Linked DNA regions of Sus scrofa: all the other regions are linked to region 1. A link is a contact called in public Hi-C and HiChIP or PLAC-seq data. All regions are on one chromosome and are shown on one strand. The core of a region is the stretch at or near the end of the contact, and the rest is flanking DNA. Distances in the headings are between cores, read along the strand shown. Region 1 overlaps MACF1 (microtubule-actin cross-linking factor 1). Region 2 overlaps MACF1 (microtubule-actin cross-linking factor 1). Region 3 overlaps MACF1 (microtubule-actin cross-linking factor 1).

Region 1 (4,128 bases), core at 246-2,745:
GACAGAAAACTTGCCGCAGGCAGGAAAACCTGGACAGCTTACAGGAGCTGATGCAGAGGGGGACAGGCAGAACTCCCAAGCAGGTCCATTTCAGCATTCTCTCCCTCCTCCCCCACACCCCCTGCTGCATTTCCCCAGCAGAGCTCTAATGCCAAAAGGGTTGGGGGGAAGGAGCATTTTACAGCTTTTTCATTAGTTTCCCTTCACTGGGTAGGTGTTGTAAACAAGCATGCTGGACCCGGTCATAAGAGCTGAAGTTTCCTCTCCTTCACATGAAAAGAAACTAAAGGCCCAATCACAAGGGCCACAGCTGAATAAAACAGGAGAAAGTGCTGCCCATGTAGTTTCTGGGAAAATCTCCATGTCTGTGGAAAGCACAACTGCTACACAAAGCCAAACCCCAGAACTGGATGTTAAAGATCAGAGCCGGGGGGCCTCCTAAGGCCACTGCATCCCTGGCTTCCACGTAAGGGGCACCTACACCAGTTAGGGAAATGCGGTCCACCGAGCCTCTGGGCCTGTCAAAACTTTCTCTGCAGGGTTTGGATGAAGCATTAACTTGCAGAACTTCTTAGCAAGAGAGCTTCCAGGACCGGAAATCCGAGCTCCAAAACAAATCTTTATTTGGGGGTGGGAGGTAAAAAGCAGTAGACCCCCGCCTCATCAGGCTCGAAGCCCAGGGGCTGGGGGTGGGAGGAGGCCTCGTCACCAAAACTGCACACTCACGGACCCCGGCGGATGCTCGCCCGCTGCCCCCCGACCCCCAAGTGACCGAGGTGGTTCACAGCCTCGGCTGCCATGCGACCGATCGGAGGCCGAGGGAGACAAAAGGGGGCGAGGGACCCTTGGCGGGCACGCGGAGGTCCGAGCCTCTCCAAGGACGGGTGGTTTCTCCCGCCCCGGCTCCTCCTCCTCCCCGCACTCCCCGCCGCGTTAGGTCTCCGAGCAGCTCCCGGCCTCGCCTCCTTCCAGCGGGGGCCAGATAACAGGGCACATAATGTAACTAGTGCTGTGAAGGCGCCGTCCCAGGTGGGAGAGGGCTCGGCGGCTCACCTCAACTCCGGAAACGAGCGGGCCCCGGCCCACGGCCGCTCCGGCCCGGCCCCAGCACCGGTGGGCGCCACCCCGCCCGCCGCCCCACCTGCCGCGGGCCCGGCTCTGGCCAGTCCCCGGCCCCGGCCGCCCGCCGCCGCACCTTTGTAGCGCTCCAGCACATCCTCGTACGCCTGCACGAACTCCTTCTCCTGGCTGCGGTTGGCCGGCTGCTGACCCGGCACGTAGCCGGCCATGGCCGCCCGCGCCGCGCTCTCCCGGGGCCCCGGCGGACGCCGCTTCCAGGCCCGCGCGCTGAGGCGGCGGCGGCAGCTGCCCCAGCCTCGGCCCTTTGTGCGGCCCGGGGGCGGCGGCGGCGCCCCGACTCTCGGCTCTCCGCTTCGCGCTCGCCTCGCCCGGCCTGCCGCTCGCGCTCGCTCCTGAGCCCGCTCGCCCGGCTGCTCGCGCTCCGCCGCCGGTCCCGCTGGCGTTTCCGCCTCCCCACCCCTCGGCTGCGCTCCTCCCTCAGCCCGCCCCGCCGGCGGCGGCGGCGGCGACGGCGGCGTCTCCTCCCGTCGGGAGCGCCAGGCCCGGCCCGCTCCCCGCCCCTCTCCCCGCCGCCCCCGCGGCCCGGCGCGTCATCGGCCCCGGGGCTGCCCACCCGGGTGCCCCCCACCCGGGGCTGCGGACCCCCGCCCGACCCGGACGGGAGGCCGGCCCCCGCGGGGGCGTTCCGCCGGAGCCCGGCCGGGTGGGAGGCCCCTGGCTGGTGGGATGAAAGGCCCGGCCGGCCGCAGCGGCGGGGAGAGGCCCGGGCCCACTCGGCGGGGCGGGCGGGTGGCCCAGGCGGCGCGGACCCGCACCCCGAGCCGGGACAAAGGAGGGAGCCCCCTGGCTGAAGAGAAACCGAGCTGGGCCTGTGCGGCGCTGGAGAAGGACCCAGCGAACCTGTAGGGAAGGGAGAGCCGAAGACCTAGATAGATCCCCAGGCTAGACAGGGTCAGAATGAGGCCGGGGGAGGCCAAGGGAACACTCAGACCACAAAGAACCCCAGGAACAAAGGGTTTTCCAGAAACTGAACTCGAAATGAGAGGGCAGACCCAGCTCCATGAAGTAAACCAGGCCAAGAATGAGGAGCCAGGGCCTGAGAAATGACACCTGAGGGAATGAAAACAGGATTCTGATTGCACGACGGGGTGCATGAGACAGGAGGACACAAATCTATAGGGAAGAGATGCAACAGGATTATTACACTGTGACAGCCATGGGAACAGAGAGGCTTAGATCAAAAGGGAGAGATGTGGGAACCTGAGGCTGAAGCAGGACTTCTACGGAACAAAGAAAAGGGTTCTGGAGCATAGCTGGGAGGGGAAGGAAAAGGGAAGCCAATTTTCCTCTGCCATCAGGGAAAAGGAAAGAGTGAAGAAAGGACTCTGGTAAATACCGTTAGGGAGGTACTGGGGACCACTTTGAGGCGGGAGTTCCCAACGTGCTCTGCTCCTCCAGTCAGTTCTGTATCCTTCAGTCCCAGAGTCATGGAGGGCACTGGGGCCAACCAAGAGCAGTGATTGAGGAACTCCCGTAAATGCAGGTGATCTTTTTGCCACATCTACCCCCATCCAGCCATTATCCTACCCAGCCAGGACAAGTCTATTGACTTGATTTGGGGGGGGGGATTGCAGGTGGAAAAGCAGTTGTAGGTTAAAAGGCTGGCTGACCTCATAATAACAGCACTTTAGCAAGTAAAAAAAGAATTCATGTGATACTGAGCAGAGGAAATTGGGGTTCGGGCTTCCATTTCAGTCCCATTCTTGAGATTTTTAAGAGAGCTTCTCACCCCCAGGGCAAGGCCTGCATGCATCTTTGTGTGCTAGGAGGAGTGCCAAGGATTTGGTCAATGCCCAGCAAGCACATTAATAACAAGAGATGATGCTTTTCACTAATAGGTGCACAACTGTTGTTTCCACATCATACCATGATCAGAAATCGGGTGAGCAAGTCATTAATCATATCTTTTTCCATCAAGTTTTGCAGGCCTGCCCAAGTTCTAGGCCTGGAGATCATATAGGGAATGGCCTGAAAGGGGACAGATAGGGAGGAGCCTTGGACAAATGGCTGGTTTCCTTCCAGTTTAATCCTATATGCTCAAAAAAAGCTAGTTCACAGTTTGGACTCAGCTTCTAAAGAGCACAGTTTAAAAAAAGGAAGAGAAGAAGCTTGAGGTTTATTCTTTTTAAAATAAATAGAAGGCTTTTAGTAGAAAATGTAGGATGAAGGAGTCAGTGATTGATGACATAAGCACATTTTTTGTAAACAGCGGAGAATATAGAAATGCTAACTCCAGGGATCTCGACTGTATCAGTGCTGAGTCATCTGCATTTCCTATATTATTTTATACCAGTAGGGCAAGGACGGCCCAGACACAAACATACACCTCCACCCTCACCCCCAAACAGACATCTGCCTCCTCATTTTCACCACGGTAAATAGGAAAGTCCCTCCATCCCCTCCTGTGAGCAGGTTCTTCAAGAGTTGTGACAATTTTGCCAAAGGTGAGGAAAAACAAGGGCAGAGGGAATGAGAATATGCTCTGGGAAACAGTCTTTGTTGGGAGGGGGAGGTTGGGGGGGGCAAGGAGTTGAGATGTCTATTAAGAAACATGGTGGGAGTTCCCATCGTGGCGCAGGGGAAACAATCTGACTAGGAACCATGAGGTTGCAGGTTTGATCCCTGGCCTCACTTCAGTGGGTTAAGGACCTGGTATTGCCATGAGCTGCGATGTAGGTCACAGACCCCGCTTGGATCCTGCGTTGCTGTGGCTGTGGCGTAGGGCAGCAGCTGTAGCCCGATTAGACCCCTAGCCTGGGAACTTCCATATGCTGCTGGTGCGGCCCTTAAAAAAAAAAAACGAAAGAAAGAAAGAAAAGAAACATGGTAACCAAGGAAGAAAGTTCTGGTAGGGTGGTGGCTAAAAGGTCTTCTCAGACTCAAGTAGCTTTCTGGACAAGATTTGCATTTAAATGCTCCCAAGAGGTTTTGAAGTAATGCAGTCTACTAATGAATGAAAGCGGGGAAGGCCACATGTTTGGCTGATGT
Region 2 (4,043 bases), core at 400-2,899, 230 kb before region 1:
ACACAAGGCCATGAACATCTGGCAAGCTCATGCTGCCTAACTTCAAACTGAGCTTTGTCAATTCAGAGCTTGTCAATTTTTTTTTATTAGTTATTCTTGATTCCAAAGAGCCACAGTTCCCAAACTATGCACTGACTCACAGGATATTTTAAATTTTTGAGGGAAATACACTGACATCTGTTGGACGCCATGTGAACAACCACTGTTAAGTTATATGGACCTGACCACTTGACAAGTGAGGTTTTTTAGTTTGGGGGGATTTTCTTGAAACACAAAGGGCACCATGAACCAAAAACTTGGGGAACCTCTATCCTGGGGAGTTCCCACAGCAAATGCTCCTGACATTCTCTCTGTGAAAGCAACCAAACTCTTTTCTTTTGTCTGCTCAAGATAAATGCTGTTATACTAAGAAAATAAGGGCAAACACATGAGAGTTAATTGAAGGCTGGTTTCAACAAAAATCAGAACTAAGTCAGAGGTGCAAACATCGAGGCTGGATGACTATGAATCCAAGAGAGAAGGGATTCTGTAGCAGATGGGAGAAAGGCTGATACTACCCTTGTAGATACCTTGCAACCACCTGGTTCTAACTTTTCCCTTAGTAGCCATAGTACTAGTTCTTCTCTCCTCAATTTCTTGATCATATATTTGGTCAACTGCTCACATATAATTGTCTAATTCTCAAACATACAATGAGAGTGTGAGCTTGAGACCTGACAACTGTCTTTTTCATAACCTGCCATAACATGACAGACTTGCTCCCAAATAGCTGAAACTTTATAGGTATCACCCCCAGATGATTGGTTGTTTTTTTTTTTTTTGGTTATTTATACAGGAGATGTTTTGGTGCTCAGTGCTTGGGTGGCGGTAGGTGGGAAATCACATGAAAATAATGGAGAATTGCTGTTCTGATCCAGATGGGTACCTGGGATTTCTTCCACCACTTTCCCAAATGGCTGTCTAGACTGATTGCTCCTGGAGATCCTCTGTTCACCTACCTTCAGGTGTTCAATCTGCTTTTCCAGCTCTTTAGTACTCATGAAAGTCTCCGTAGGCGGAATGGTCCCTTCAGTTTCCTTCAGCCATTTCTGAAAAGTCCTAACCAGCTTCCGGAATTCATCTAACTGCTCCTGGCAAGACGATGCATCTTCCTCTCTGTCAATGGAGACATTTTGTTACTGGCCAGACTATGCTTTGTAAAGCAGTCAACTTGAACTAAAACTAGGTTCATTCTAGGACTCTAGGCATCAGTTTCCTAACAGGGCCTTTCCTTCCCATAATCTTTTCCATGGCAGCTTTGGCTAAACAATCACATATAATGTAGGAGAGCATCAAACTAAGGAATCTGTTGTCCTTGTTTGGACATTTCTGGAGAAAGGAGTCTTCAATCTTACTCCAGGCTAAAGTGAAAGTGAGAAAAACTAAAGAGAGCCTGCTATTTAGGTACTATGATACAATGGAAAGAATGCAGGCTTTGGATCTCAAGTTCAGCTCAGCTATTTTTTAGGTATTTGACTCTTTCAAGGCCCAATTCAAATGCTAATTCCTTTAGCAAGGAAGATGCCAAAGCTGAGGCTCAGCGAGGTTAGGCCAAGCACATCAATGAGTAAAATAAATCAAAGAAGGAGGAGAATTCAGTCTTGAAATTAACTTTTGGAAATGGTCATGTCTATTAGACTTCGAGCCAGAGATCCTGGTTCTTCATAAAGCTAAAAGGCCTTCAACAGAGAGGAAGAAAAACAAAGCCTTCTTGGCCTCTGTTCTGTCCCGTTCCCCTGCACTAAATAACCTGCTGCTTACAGGGGTGATATGAGCAACTGCTTTCCCCGAAGCTGTAGCCATCTGCTAAACAGAGATATTTATGGCTAAACCAAAGGAAGTTGTACGAAGCTTTAAACCCACGTGAGGGTTTCTCCTGGGGGGACCACGGCTTTTCAACAGTGAGCTGATAATCTGAAGTCAGTCACCTTTGTTGTATTTTCCCATGTTTGCCTTAAAAGAAGAATCCAGGAACTCCTTCAAAACGCCTACTTAAATGTGGTCAAAACAAGCAGTATGGAGAGCCAACATAACCCTAAATTATGTCCGGGAAGTCTCTTCCAATTTTTCTCACTATTTCAAATCCTGCCACAATCCTACTTGCTGACACGATTTGTTCTGTTTGGTCCAGGTGACCAGGGCTTTTCATGGTACAGAGGGGGAGCCAGGCTCCACTACTGCGAAAGAACTCATAATTTAGTAACAGAAAGACACTAAGCATCAAATAGACTGAGTAGCTTTGAAAGAGGCACATTCCAATCTCCTATGGCTCAGTAGCAGAGTTTTGATGCCATCTTGTCTGATGAGGAAGGAAGAGAAAATCATGTCATTCTACAGCAAGAAAAAATTAGCTCCAAACATGAAACTCACCTTTCTTTAACTGTCTTCTGTAGCTCTGTGAAGTCCTTTTTGAGGTTCTGTACCCTGTTCTGGTGCTGGGACAGGTCCAGTGCAAAGCCGCAGGAGCTCAGGTCAGTGACCAGGTGCTCAAGAGTATCCAGGTTCTCCTGCTGGTCTTCCATTTCCAAATTGAGCTCCTGTCAAGCAGACAAGGAAATGTATTAATCCTTTGATCCTTATAAACCAATAGACTCTAAAGAATGAAATGTATCTAGATTAAAGCTTAGACAAGTTATCCCTAATCTGCAGAAAAAGAGGGAACAAAAAAAGAGGCATGTTTGGAATGGATAAGCAATGAGATCCTGCTGTTATAGCACTGGGAACTATAGCTAGTCACTTATGGAGCATGATGGAGGATAATATGAGAAAAAGAATGTATATGTGTATGTGTGACAGGGTCACTTTGCTGTACAGTAGAAAACTGACAGAACACTGTAAACCAATTACAATGGAAAAAATAAAACTCATTTTAAAAAAGAAAAGAAAAGAGGTATGTTTACTGGGTCAACTGCTAGATCGTAACATAAAATATGTGGGATTTTTTCAATCCACCTGAAAGTGGCTAGGAGTTGCAAAGGAATCAATCTCCTTTAAAGAAATGTTCAGGAGTTCCCATTGTGGCTCAGCAGTAACAAATGCAACTAGCATAAACATGAGGATGCAGGTTTGATCCCTGGCCTTGATCAGCGGGTTAAGTATCCAGAGTTGCCATGAACTGTGGTGTAGGTTGCAGACATAGCTCAGATCCTGCATTGGTATGGCTGTGACATAGGCTGGCAGCTGCAGCTCTGATCTGACCCCTAGCCTGGGAACTTCCATATGCCTCAGATACAGCCTCATAAAGAAAAAAAAAGTATACTATGGTTAGTGAACAGAAAGATAGTGAAATAGAACAGAAAAATCAAGAAATAGACTTGAATACATTTGGAATTTTGTATTTGATAAAGATGTGTCCTCAAATTACTGGGTGAAGATAGACTTTTCAAAGAAATGATATTGGAAACAACGAGACAGAAAATTGGAAAAAGATAAACTTGTACTCATACCTCATACCATAATACCTCAGAATACATTTCAATTGTTAAAATAATCAAGTTTAAAAAAATGAAACCATGCAAGTTCTAGAAGAAAGTGAGCATAAATTCCATCATAACCTGGGTGTGGCAAAAGGCTTTCAAACTATGACTAAAAATACATCTTCAATGAAAGAGTGATATCTCTGAGTTCAAGCTGTACTACAAAGACAGTAATCAAAACAGTAATGGTACTGGCACAAAAATAGACATATAAGTCAAAGGAATAGAATAGAGAGTCCAGCATAAAAATTCACATGGATAAAGAAGAAGTGATACACGTACACACACAATGGAATATTTCTCAGCCCTAAAAAGTATGAAGTCTTGCCATTAGTGACAATATGGATAACTGTAGAGTGTATCAGGCTAAGTGAAATAAGTCAGAAAAAGACTAATACTGTATGATCTTACTTATATGTGAACTCTAAAAAACAAAATAAATTAATGAATAAGACAAAATGAAAACAGACTCATAAATACAGAGAACAAATAGGAGGTTGTCAGAGGGGAGAGGTTGGAAGGATGGGT
Region 3 (4,230 bases), core at 8-2,507, 250 kb before region 1:
GAGGGTTAACTCATCTTATCTTGGCTGCTATGAAGCTGGAGACACCTAAACCTCCAGGTGACAGACAGGTCACAGCAAGTGTGATTTCCTTTCTCTCCAAGGGCAGGGAGAGAATGCTGACTTGATATGTTCTCTTCTCTGGTAAGTCTAACTGGCAATGACACAGATGAGCTGATACTGCCTTTGTAATTATTTGAAAGGAAAGAGAGAGTATCTTTGTGCAAATTGGCAGTCTCTCGGCTCCATGGCAGGCCCTGTCTTCCAAGAGTGCTCACATGTGCTTATAGGGAAGCCCTAAGCTCGAGTTCCATGAGGCAAAAAAATCAAATGAAGAGGTTTATGGGGCTTTCTTGTTCTGGCTGCATAGTACAGCAGAGGTCTCCTGACAGATGCTGCAAGTGTACACAGTGTCCCTGAGCCCGGGCCCTGCTCAACCAGAATTAGGACTGAGAACAGTGTGCCTGCCCACAGCCCCCCCAAACCCAGTCCTCCACACAAATCCTGACTGAGGGTCAGCGTGGTTCGTGAGGAGGGTGCAAAGGAAGGAATTGGTGTAGGTGCCGAACAAGCTCGATTCTTGATTACAAAACCGCTAATAGAAAATTTCAAAATGAGGAAAATATCCTGTTATCATCGGGCTTTATGGAGCTCTTCTCCAAACTTCAAGTCTTTTCCTTCCCCTCCCAGGAAGGTCATGCCGGGGGAATTCTGTGGCTTAAGTTTCAGTGAAATAAAGGTTCCTCCTTTCTTGTTAGTCTCTAGTCATGTGCATATACAATTCCTTTTCCTCAACAATCAGAGACTCTCTCGTTCAGGAAAACGGAATTTCCTGAAGAGATTAGCCAAAGTCTTTTCCTTTGAGTTTTCTGAAAACATGCTCGATCCTCTCATATCCTCTTTTGTGACTTCTGGACTGGCTTTTTCCTTCTACTTCCAAACGAGAGCTTGAACCCAGTCAAGTGCCTAACTCAGAAGGTTTGAGGTCTTTGCCTGCTTAGTGGGAAAGCACTCTCTTCCATTCCCATTTGATAGGTCCTCGCTGGCTGACCAGATTCTCAATTACTCAGAGGCAATCGAGGGAAAAGCCTTTCCTAGGAATAATGACTTTTGGTTTTTCACGTTCATTTAAGAAGGAAATAATTTTTCCCACAGGCTAATCGCTGTTCCGAGCATTCACTGGCACTACTGCAGGGTCCCCAGTAAGCCCAGGGTTCTCCACGGAGCTGACTCATCTGTCTCTTCTGGCCATCCCCCGTGGAGTCAGGCCAGAGCACAGCCTCGCTTCCGCCTCACAGATTCATACCCTCTTCTCTTCAGTAGATTCTGTGCTGAGAGCATGATCCCATTATAAAAAGAGTTGAAAACTTAAAGCAAATGCTCTTTTTTAGTATTTCTCTTCATCTCTTTTTCCTTATTAAAAACGATTCGAATCTGAAAGCAGAGTCAAGCTGTTTGCATCTGGCCTGCTGCTGGTGTGAGGGAAGATGAATTTATCACTGGACTGCAGAGCACATTAACACTGGACTCAAAGCTCAGATCATGAAAATGACTCAGTCCTCAGAATGGGTCCAAAAGATCTTCCCTTTACTTAGCCTCTAAGGGACTTTTCCCCTCATTGTTTTCACTTCCCATGAGCTCAGAATGAGCTCAGCCAGGACTGAGCTCCTCCCCTCCTGACTCAAGAGCTTGTTTGGGAGGAGGCAAACTCTTCCCAAAGCCCTTGACTTTATAAGGTGGACCTGTGGAACCAGGCTTCTGATTTGCATCCCCAACTTGAGGAGGCCACAACACAGGGCCCCCAGCTTCACCCGCCTCCTCCCTCTCATCTTCAGGTCTTGCCTTGTCAATGCCAGTTCCCTGCAGTGAACACACTGGTCCCAGCCTTCACATCCATGGTGCTGGGGGTGGGAGGCTTCTTCTTAGAGCTCAGTGAAACACGTCTGCTGTACCAAGCGGCTAAGCAGCTACTGAACCCTGAGCACTGCTAGGCTACAAACTAGGATACAAATAAAATATGGCAACGCCCCGTGATTTCTTAAAATGTGCCAGCAGCATCAAAATTCAGAATGTCTCTAGGAACCAAGGATTAAATGAAAAAGAAACAATGACTTCTCAAATCCAAACACTACACATGCCTGCCTGTGGACTCTTGTTTATATCCTAGGTCATATTTAATGCAATTTAAATAAGCTTGTTTACCTCGTTTTCTAGCTCACGGACGATAAGATGGAGGGGATAGACTGCTCAAGGCAGACCCAAGTGACAACAGTGAAAAGTAACAGCAGTAAGAAATAACACCCGATATCACAGTAATGGGGGAAAAAAACAGAAAATAAACCCCTTCCCCATATATATGTATACACACACATCCAATCCCACCAGCACAGCAATTGCAGGACCTAAACAAGAACTTCAATACAGAACTCAAACTGTGTGGTAATTTAAGCACATTTAATGCAAAGCAGCTTCAAGTGTCTCTAATGTCCTTGAGAATATCACCACAGTAGAGAACGGTATATCTTTTTCAGTCATGTTAACCTACACTCATAAAGAAAAACTTACAACGTAATGTTGAGAAAAACAGGGAAATAAAAGTAAAAATAGTTCCTATATAAACTAGAATCTAGTCTGATGAAACTATTTTGGAGCCTCAAGGGATAAGCTTTAGTTTTCTACAAAACTCATTTAGTTGGTTAGATAGTTAATTCTAAGTAATTGGGACCCAAGTCCGAATTAGGATAAACGAGAAGTGTGCCTGTAGCAGAGCCTCTGCTTTCGAGGGGCTGACAGTGGCGGAGAGCAGAGAAGTGCATGAGGTGAAGCAAGAAAGGCCGCCCTGCCGCTGGCTGAGGGTGGGTGTTTCCCAGAGGAAAACACGTGGGCCTGTGAGTTTGAACTTCCTCTACCTGCCCAGGTACCTCAGAATCCCAGATTCGAGGACTTGCATTACTCCACACTGCACTGTAAGGGGTTCTTCAGCTCGTGGCTCACCTGAGTGCTGAACATCCCCAAAGCTAGAGGGCCCTTCTGATATAGCCAGAGGGATGGATTGTGTCTACAAACGGGTGACCTTTCTCGGACCATATGGCTCTGACCGGGCATCAATACCACCTTTCCATCCACGTTTTTAAAGGAAAGAATCCTGAGAGGCAGGGGCCCTGAGAGAACAAACAAAATCTTTTGGCAGAAGCATTATGGTGTAAATGGATGGCAGTAAAGCTCTGGCATCATCCTTTCCAAATCTGCTCCAGGCACCAAGAAGGAAAGATCCCCAAAAAGGCTTCCAGCAGGGGAGGGCGGCATTTTAGGTAAGTCCTAGAACGAAAGGCTCATGAGGTAAGAGCCAAGACCCCACAGACAGTCCTGGGTTCCAAGCCCGTACCAGCAAATTAGCACGTTTGAGTCAATTCCTCTCATCTTCTCCTGTTGTGCAAAATCTCAGGACTGGAAATTCTGACTCATGTAAAGAATCAAAACATCTTTGCAATTAAGGCAGTGCTTCCCAAACTCTCCAACAGGCAGAGAGGGCTTGTGCTCTTGAGGAGTCTGGGGCACAGGCTTTTTTTTTTTTTTAAGGGCTGCACCTGTGGCATATGGAAGTTCCCAGGCTGGGGTTGAATGACAGCTGTATCCACAGGCCTACGCCACAGCCACAGTAACTCGAGATCCGAGCCACATCTGTGACCTATACCACAGCTCATGCAATGCTGGATCCTTGACCCGCTGAGCAAGGCCGGGGATCAAACCTGTGTCCTCATGGATACTAGTCAGATTCGTTTCCACTGAGCCATGAAGGGAATTCCTGCGGCACAGTCTTAAGCATTCCCTGTTCCAAGTGGAAATGTCTTTAAAGTATCATGTTTTGTCTTAATACTTCAGGAAAATTTTGCATATTTCATAACACATCAATAATTTTCCCTTGAAATCTGTGAAAAAATACACACTTTAGCAAGAGGAGTCCATGTTTACCATGTCAATTCTCAGATCTCAAATTCAAAAACAGAGCCCTCAACATTCACTGCTGTTACAAACTCAGTTAACTTGAACCCTCAAGAAATCACAGGAGGAGATTCTTAGAGTGAGAATGAAAGTTTGGACATTCTTTCTATACCCTTAATTGGTTATAAACATTGAAATAAATTATAAACATTGAAGTAAATTTCTAGTGTTAGGCCAAGAAGGATTGAAAAATCTGATACAAGAAAAAATCTGATACAACAGAAAAAAATG

The links. Hi-C and Micro-C count contacts between places; a contact is called where the count stands out from the background. HiChIP or PLAC-seq counts read pairs in DNA pulled down with a chosen protein or histone mark.
Region 2: a contact with region 1 is called in a Hi-C map of omental adipose tissue, with 1.5 times the contacts expected there. The contact joins two enhancer-like sites. A contact is called at or near these places in 2 of 47 Hi-C or Micro-C datasets (embryonic fibroblasts and omental adipose tissue) and 1 of 2 datasets of contacts at active chromatin or transcription factors (alveolar macrophages).
Region 3: an H3K27ac HiChIP or PLAC-seq map of alveolar macrophages shows a contact between it and region 1. The contact joins two enhancer-like sites. A contact is called at or near these places in 1 of 47 Hi-C or Micro-C datasets (embryonic fibroblasts) and 2 of 2 datasets of contacts at active chromatin or transcription factors (alveolar macrophages and skeletal muscle).

The regions. Positions count from the first base shown.
Region 1 is chr6:94,976,703-94,980,830 of Sscrofa11.1, reverse strand. The region is part of intron 2 of MACF1 (microtubule-actin cross-linking factor 1); the gene reads right to left. Among named protein-coding and RNA genes, the nearest start is that of MACF1, 18 kb to the right of the region's middle. Within about 2 kb of position 1,495, at least 55 of the 83 cell types and tissues checked have an H3K27ac peak or open chromatin away from gene starts, as enhancers often do. A contact at or near this core is called in alveolar macrophages, omental adipose tissue and skeletal muscle, where this site is marked.
Region 2 is chr6:95,210,852-95,214,894 of Sscrofa11.1, reverse strand. MACF1 (microtubule-actin cross-linking factor 1) reads right to left here. Exons shown (of 96, transcript XM_021095983.1): 46 at 2,410-2,576; 47 at 999-1,155. Among named protein-coding and RNA genes, the nearest start is that of KIAA0754, 35 kb to the left of the region's middle. Within about 2 kb of position 1,649, at least 14 of the 83 cell types and tissues checked have an H3K27ac peak or open chromatin away from gene starts, as enhancers often do. A contact at or near this core is called in omental adipose tissue, where this site is marked.
Region 3 is chr6:95,230,943-95,235,172 of Sscrofa11.1, reverse strand. The region is part of intron 54 of MACF1 (microtubule-actin cross-linking factor 1); the gene reads right to left. Among named protein-coding and RNA genes, the nearest start is that of KIAA0754, 15 kb to the left of the region's middle. Within about 2 kb of position 1,257, at least 46 of the 83 cell types and tissues checked have an H3K27ac peak or open chromatin away from gene starts, as enhancers often do. A contact at or near this core is called in alveolar macrophages and skeletal muscle, where this site is marked.